Linked DNA regions of Sus scrofa: region 1 is linked to region 2. The links are chromatin contacts, called in public Hi-C maps. All regions are on one chromosome and are shown on one strand. Each heading gives the region's core, a stretch centred on a gene start, on an enhancer-like site or on the middle of the called end of the contact. The rest is flanking DNA. Distances are from core to core; before and after follow the strand shown.

Region 1 (4,074 bases), core at 560-3,059, 99 kb after region 2:
AGTGGAAAAATAAAAATACAGGACATTGTAAAAATAAAATTATAAAATAACCAACTTAGGGCAGAGAAGGACTGTGGGTGTATTTTTAAATATTTCACTTTGATAAAGGCAATTATTTAAAAACGAGCTGGCCAAGCATTTAGTATGACGAAACATTTCAAAAGGCCCTGGAAAGACAACAGTGATTTCTCCATTATTTGCACCAACACTTAGTCCTAACCTGTCTAATGCAGGGAAAAAGGAGAGGGTTCTTTACTCCTGGTGCCAAATTCCTCAGGGTATTTGAGGATCTTTCAGAATCTTCAGTAACAACCGTTTTGAAAAGAGACACGACAATTCAAACTTTAGAATGAAACCAGATGGCAGAATACTCACTTTTTGAAGGATATTCAGCCGATACTTTAATTTTAAATTTTCCTCCCGCAATCGCTCCAAATTTGAAGAAGCTTCTGAACAGCTACAATTTTTCAACCGATCAATTTCAGCAGTCAGAAACTTAATCTCTTTCTCCTGTGAAAGAAAAGGCACTTCGTTCAGTCCATCCTTCAGGAATGATATCCACATGCTGTGAAACCTACTTCCTCCTCTCCACCTGGGTGTGGCGGAGGAGACAGGAATGAAGGACTTTCCCTTTGATAAGTTGCGATTATTCCTCCTTGAAATGTCTGAGGACGTTAGGATAGTATCCTTGATAAGAAAAAAGTCAAGGGTGTGTGTTGAGGGAGAGCAACAGGGGTGCTGGCATGCTGTGGCATAGGCCTCATATCAAGGCCAATAAGGGATAAGGCCAATGCAAAGAAAATAACACTTCCAACCCAACTGCATTCCTAAGGGAGAGACTCTCATTTGAATGTCAGAACATTTACCAGGGCATAAGACAGCCAAAATACACTGCCATGCGTGAGCTTATCTTACGTTCCAGGCACTGGGCTAAACACTTTTCGGAAATTATCTCTATAATTTGTATCACAACCCAATGAGAGGGTACTTACATCCCCACGGACAAAGACCCTATGACTCAGAACGCTGAAGAACTTGCCCATTTACTTGACCAACTTGTATGCCATGACAGACGTGGTATAAAGCAGCTCCTTTGAGGAGACAGGAGTCCTTCAACTACTCCCCCATTACCCCCTCCCGCCCACCCTACCTAGCCTAGAGGGTAAGGGAACTGTCACTTTCAACAAGCTATGACAGTTTCCTCCCCACGAATACTGAAGTCAAGAGAGCCAGCTCCTGCTGGATAATGAGCCACTCCATGGGCTTTTCAGGACAGCCCTTGCTCAGCATCATGGAGAGGGCGGTGGCTGAGCTGCAAACGAGTCCTGGGGCTTCCGCTCTTAGTTCACTTTCCTCTCTCCCTGTTCCCGCGCTTCCCGCGCGTGTTCCGGAAGGATGGGCACTGATCGAGACGGGGGGGGGGGGGGGACTCAACACGCCAGGCTCCAGCAGCCCCCCGGAAACGCTGGTTTGGGGAAGTCAGAGAGAAGGGGACCCTCCCTTGGTTGAATGCCAGTCGACTGGGCCTGGGGACCCTGGATTCTTCCCCTCCCACCTCTGGGAGAGCGTTCCTGGGAGGGCATTAGCCTCCGAGGCAGCGCGGGCCCGGGTCTCGGGACCCCGCTGCCCGAGTCTGAGGAAGCAGGCCGGTCCCCGCCTCGCTGCCGCCGTCCCGTCGATGCCCGGGCGGAATCTTGGGCCCTGGTCCCTGCCCTCCAAACCTTCCCAACGGCGCCACGCGGCGCTACCTGCTGCAGCAGCCGCGCGGAGCAGGCAGCGACTAAGCCGTCCATCCTCTCGCCAGCGTCCTACCCACCAACTCGCCGGAAGGGGAAGTAACAAGCCTCGCACGGAAGCGGAACCCCTCCCTCTTCGTCCCGCAAGGTCCCGCCCAGCCGTCTCAAGGCTGACGGGCTGTTGTTGTCTCTGCTGCCCCCTGGTGGAATCTAGGAGACACTGCGGGGAGAACCTCCAGGGAATTATCCGCCAGCATCCGAACCTTTAGGTTCCAATGTTGGGACAGAGGGTTTGAAGCGAATCGGATCAAAGCTGCGCTGTGTTTAACTGACTTGGGCAGAGGCATTTCGCTAAAGCCTCTGTCTCTCAAGGGCTTTATTTCACCCTTCCGTGAAATGGGTACAGAACTAACAAAATCCATTCATTCAACAGCATTTACTATGCACATTAGTATGAGGGCACTCTTTGAGGGGCTAGGACACAGGTGGAAAAAAGTCAGATAAGGTCCTTGCTTTCATAGAGGTGAGCAAAATTTGCTACTGCAAAATGTGTCTCTTTGGTGTGAGAATTATTTTAGGCTGATTATTTCATGAAACAGAAGACTCAGGAAGTCTTTCTTTTTACCTACCCCTTAGCTGCCTGAAGAATTTAAGGTGCCTGTTCCGGGAATAAAGCCATCACCAGACATATCTGCCAATTTTATGGCGGGAGTGGGTTTGGTGAGACTTGGCAGGGCCTGGAGATCAGATTCTGCTCTTGTCTCATTGTCTCTGCAAGTCTCAGCAAACACTTGTGTACCAGCCATTTGCTTTCCCAGCCCTATGTGAATTGCCTTCCTCTCCTTCGAAAACTCAAAACATTACCCCCCAAATCCTCCTCTGTCTTTGGCTGAAGATGGTATTTAATGAGGGGGGGTTGGGCCATTTGGGGAGTTCCTCAGTTGTCCTGGGTCTGAGAAAAAAGACCAAGTTTAGAAAAGAGTACACACAAACTCATGACCTGTAAATGGACTCTTCTAATGTATCCCCACAGACTCCTTAGAGAGTCTTCTATACCCCGAAGTGCATGTAGCATTCACCTAGAGCAGTGCTTGTCACAGGAATTGCTCAAAAACTGTTTCTTTTCTTTTTTTTTTGTCTTTTTTTGGGGCGGTCTTTTGAGGCCGCACTCGCTTTGGTTATGGTTAGTTGGGCTGTGCTGTGTGAGCGAGCCCGCACTCTGTCACGGCCTTAATGAGCAGAGTTCCCCAGGCTAGGATGTCCTAGTTGGAGCCTGTTGGTTGCTTGCCTGCCTACACCAGAGCCACAGCAATGCCACAGATCCGAGCCACGGTCTGCAACCTACACCACAGCTCACAGCAACGCTGGATCTTAACCCATGAGCAAGGCAGGGACGAACCCGAAACCTCATGGTTCCTAGTTCGATTCGTTAACCACTGGGCCAAGACGGGAACTCCCAAAAACTGTTTATTAATGTAATGAAGAGTGTGTGGGGGGGGTTGCAGGGGGGGTGGTTCAAGGCAGAGAGAATAGTGAATGCAAATGGTCTGAGACAGACATTTATTTGATAACAGAGAGGGGGATTGGATATGAGCATGGATGGAAAGATTTCCAAAAGCAAAGCATATAGGAATTTGTAAGTGACGGCAGAGATATTTAATTTCCTAGTGAATACAGTGGGAATGATTGGATGGGGAAGCGAAGATATCTCTCTCTCTCTCTTTTTTTTTTTTCCACTTTTTAGGGCTTCACTTGCACCATATGGAGGTTCCCAGGCTAGGGGTCGAATCAGAGCTTTAGCCGCTGGCCACAGCCACAGCAATGCCAGATCCTAACCGTGTCTGTGACCTACATCATAGCTCACAGCAACACTGGATCCTTAACCCACTGAGTGAAGCCAGGGATCGAACCCGCAACCTCATGGTTCCTGGTCAGATTTGTTTCAGCTGGCCAAGTCATTTGTTTCAGCTGGGCCACAACGGGAATGCCTCATTTTTGTTTTTCAAAGGGAAGGTGTTGTGGACTGAACTGTATTCTCTTCAAATACATATGTATCTCAGAATGTGGCTCTATTTATAGGGTAGGGTCTTTTTTTTTTTTTTTTTTTTTTTTTTGTCTTTTGCCATTTCTTGAGCCGCTCCTGGCATATGGAGGTTCCCAGGCTAGGGTCCAATGGAGCTGTAGCTGCCAGCCTACGCCAGAGCACAGCATGCGGAATCAGAACCTGTCTGCGACCTGCACCACAGCTCACGGCAACGCCAGATCCTTAACCCACTGAGCAAGGCCAGGGATCGAACCTGCAACCTCATGGTTCCTAGTCGGATTCGTTAACCACTGT
Region 2 (4,188 bases), core at 245-2,744:
AGCACTGCTGGCCTTTGCCACAGCCACAGCAACGTGGGATTCGAGCCCAGTCTGTGGTCTACACCACAGCTTGTGATGATGCTGGATCTTTCACTCACTGATCGAGGCCAGGGACTGAACGTTGCATCCTCATGGATACCAGTTAGGTTCATTACCTCTGAGCCACATTGAGAACTCCTCGACTTTGTAACCAAGTTGTCCAAACAAAACGATATGGGAATTCAACTTTGAGTTACATTTCAAAGGGTGGTTGTGAGTACTACATTTAAGTTAAAAATTTAAAAGTAAAGAAAGCACTCTGTAAAGTGCTAACTCTTAGTACAAAATCCCTAAATGATGGTTTGTGTCCCTTCCAGTCCTTACTCAAAACCCTTGTCATATCCTCCACAAAGAAGGGGCCATAAAGCTCAATCCTCCATTGCCGACTCTCAAACCACCTATTTCGAAGTCACTAAATTCCTGGTCAGCTAACTGGAGGAGGGGAAGCCAGAAGACTTCCGTTCCATTCCAGCTGTAAGACTCAGAATCTAGGAGACGGCGGGACAAGAGTAAGAACTAGAGCGCTTAATTTTCTTCTCTAGGAATCAATTTCCTCATTGGAAGGGGAAGCTGGGCTACAAAGCCCCTTGAAGGGAACCGTGGACCCGTGGCAAAGAACACGTGCCCCACGTGTGACTTAACTTCTCAGATCTTGTCCCATCTTCGAAATTAGCAATAGATAGTGCTCGCTTTGGCAGCACAAAACTGGAATGATATACATTAGCATGGACCCTGCGCAAGGATGACACGCAAATACGTGAAGAGTTCCATACCCCTCCCAAAAAAAACCAAAAAAAAAAAAAAAAAACAGCGATGGACAATAAATGCACGCACTTTACAAAGTTATTGAATTAACTTAAATAATTCCCCAAAAGTGTTTATCATCATTACCGTATACTATTATGATAATCATTATTCCAACACCAGCTTTGGAGGTGTCTCAATTAAGCCAGGGGATTCCTTCGAGGATGACTTTAATTTGCAAACGCACTCACTGGTTTGTCTAAAGAGCGGCTCTAGAGCCCCGTATTTAGAGCCCTCCTTGGCACAATAACCACGTTTTTTTGCCTCTAGAGGAAGTCTGCCACTTGCAAAACAGCCATTACAACACAAGCAAGACGTCCCCTTCTCCTTCTTTCTCGCCGACTGGGCGAGGCTTGAGCTCTAGACTTCCGCAGCCCGCCCACATCAGCCACTATTGGTCTCCTAGCCGCTGGCGTGATTAAGGCCCCGCCCCCTCCTCTCTGGGGCCACTCTGAGGCGATCCCCGGAAGCGGAGGGGACTGGGAGGAGGAGCCGCGATGCATCCTGGGTTTTGTAGTCCATCTGTACCGCTGCAGCCTGAGAGCGGGGTCTTGCGACCTGGGGAACTACAATCCCCAGCAGCCGGCGGAGAGCGGAGAGGGGGGTGGGGTGCTCTCGTCACGTGGACGCTGGGCCTGGGCGGGCTAGTTCTCAGTGCGGCGGCGGCGGTGGCTTGGGGGACCGGGGCCTTTTGTTTGAGCGGCGGCGGGGGGCCCGGAGCGGCGAGGCCGGCGGCCTTCCCCTGCTCCCTCGGTCCCGGCCGCCCCTCGCGGGGGTGGGGGGGCCGCCCCCTGGGCCGGGCCTCGCCTCAGGCGCCGCCGCCCCGCCCTTGGCCCGCCCCGCCCGGCCCGAGGGGAGGAACCGGCCGGGCCTCCCCGCGCGGCCCAGCCACCTCCAGTCTCCGCCACTACCCTCTGCGAGTCGGACCCGAAGGCTGCCTCTCCTCTCTTAGGCCGACGCCATGAAGATTAAGGATGCCAAGAAACCCTGTAAGATGAGGGCTTGGGCCTGTCGGGTTGGGAGGGCACGTTGGGCCCCGTCTGGAAGCCTCTTGGCGGAGGGGCCTGGTTCGAAGTCGGTCGCTCCCGGTCGGCGCCCTGCACGGGATGGGGGCGGAGGGACTTTTTGAGCACTCGGTTGGAGGCTCACTCCCCATCCTCGCACCGGAGCGCTTGCCGCCCCCAGGCCTTTCCTCCCACTTCCTCCTCGAGATCTGGGAGGGAAAGGGAGAATTTTTTGTGTCGGGTTTTGCCAAGCAAGACGAGATCTACCAGACAGCGTTCCCAGTTTTCTCCGAAGTTGAAAATGGTTGGTCACGGATGTCAAATTGCGCGGGGACATTTGCCACCACCTTTTTTTTTTTTTTTAAACTGATTTCCGAGCTTTCTGCTTGTGTCCTTGAAATCTCGGTGGGTTCCTAGGAGTTGTCATTGTTGTTATAACTGAGGCTTTTAAACACACGTGTGTGGAACATACAGTGGATAATTGCCCTGGTTTGTTTTTGTTCCGAGTAACTACTAGTTCAAGTTTGTCTTTTAAAAAACACAAGTAAAGGTTAAAGTCCCTCGTATTCCCGCCAGTCAGAGCTTGCCACTAGTAATATTTTGGTAGACTACTCAAATAGAGATTTTTTTCTAGGACTTGATAGCATGTACTTTCAAAAAAAAGTTCTTTCCATATTTTAGGACAGTGGATCAACTTTTATTTGCTTCCTTTTGTTTTTAGCCTTTTCAAAACCTTTTGCTCCGGTAAGTGGAGTATTTAATCACTCGGCCTTTGTGGCTGTCTTACTTGAAATACATTCTTCTAGAGGAGCTAGGAGTGCTTTTAGCTTAGCACTGTATTGGTGTTTTGCCATATTACGGTGTCGTGTGATCCTCCTTACAGTTTTAGGAAATTTGCTATAAACCAGCACCGATATCAGCTTCGTGCGGACAGGTTTCTCGAAAACCTCCACGGAGAGGCCACATCCCAGCACTCTGAAAACTGCTCTTATTTAAACGTGAGGTAATCTGGTCTTAACTCTGCTGAGGAAATTGAATTTATTGCGCCCCATAGTACCTTCTTCCAAGGCTGCACCCACCAATTCTGTTAAATGAGGTTCAGGGCTTACTCATGGTCCTGTGTTCTTCCTTTTGCACCTGTAGGGCATACTTTAAATACTTAAAGAATCACAAACCTTGCTGATCTGGCAGTTTTACCTGCCCATTAAAACCTTTTTTTTTTAAATGATAGCTAAAGAGTTCTTGCTCAGGAGTCTGTAAAATAGTGATGTGAAGGCTTAAACTACAGTAATATAGAAACACTTCTAATTTGCATTTGCTGAATTAAATGAATCTTGAACAGATGCAGTAATGTAGAACAATTGGACATGTTCCCTCAACACATACGTTTTCTCTGCTTGTCTTCAGAGAGTTTCCTTTTAGTAAAATGAGTTTAATTATGGCAAGCGTTCTGACCCTTATGGTATTTTATTTTTGCAATGACAGTGATTTGATTTGAACAGACTTGTAATCAGTTGTGGATACCATGTCTGTCAAAGGTATTTTATATCTAGCAAAGATAACATTTAAAAGTTATAAACTGTAGATTGAGAAATAAAAGAACACCTATATTTTAGAAGTAATTTGCTTATTACTACATTGTGTTATGTGTTAATGTTAAAATGGAATTATGCTGGAAAAAAAGTCAGCTAATGTAATTTAGAAGTCAGAAATAACATTTTCCCCTTATATATAAAAAGTGAATTTATTGTCTACTCAATTCTTTATAGTAAAAACAAAGACCATCTTGGTTTTTTGTGGGGGGGGTGGGCAAGAAAGTATTGCAGTTATGAACTGTCGTGGAAATATATGTGTGTGTGTGTATATGGAAAGTGCTGTTTCTGATATTTTAAACCATTCAGGTTAGCTAAAGATGCATTTGTTTTGTTTTTGAGTTCTTGTTCAGGGCTTCTTTTTTTTTTTAGTAATTATAAATAGTGAGCACTTAGTTTGTAAAGCACTATCTTTACATGCATTGCAGATTGAATCCTTAGAGCAGCACTAATAACTAAAAGCTGTTTAAAAACAAGTGAATTGGTCTTCACACACTTTCTTACAGTTACTCACCTAAATGTTAGAAGACATTGCTTTTTGATACATCACTAATATATACTAGCTTATAAACCAGATGCATGTATTTAACCAGAAAATAAGAAAAGGAATTGGCTTCATGCGCTAGATTGTATAACTGAAAAATGAGCATTTGAAATGATGTGTTCGTTCAGCTCCAGAGGAGAAATGAAATCAAACATTAACCTAATGAAAATTTTTTGCTAGAACCAAAACAGTTGGCAATGTTTTC

What was found. Hi-C and Micro-C count contacts between places; a contact is called where the count stands out from the background.
Region 1: a contact with region 2 is called in a Hi-C map of liver, with 2.4 times the contacts expected there. The contact joins the promoter of RARS here to the promoter of PANK3 in region 2. A contact is called at or near these places in 1 of 5 promoter capture datasets (fetal liver), 4 of 47 Hi-C or Micro-C datasets (blood, heart right ventricle, liver and 1 more) and 1 of 2 datasets of contacts at active chromatin or transcription factors (alveolar macrophages).

The regions. Positions count from the first base shown.
Region 1 is chr16:55,410,267-55,414,340 of Sscrofa11.1, forward strand. RARS (arginyl-tRNA synthetase) reads right to left here and starts at 1,810. Exons shown (of 15, transcript NM_001244260.1): 1 at 1,749-1,810; 2 at 376-510. The coding sequence starts at 1,793.
Region 2 is chr16:55,311,839-55,316,026 of Sscrofa11.1, forward strand. It overlaps PANK3 (pantothenate kinase 3), which reads left to right and starts at 1,495. Exons shown (of 7, transcript XM_003134072.4): 1 at 1,495-1,832. The coding sequence starts at 1,805.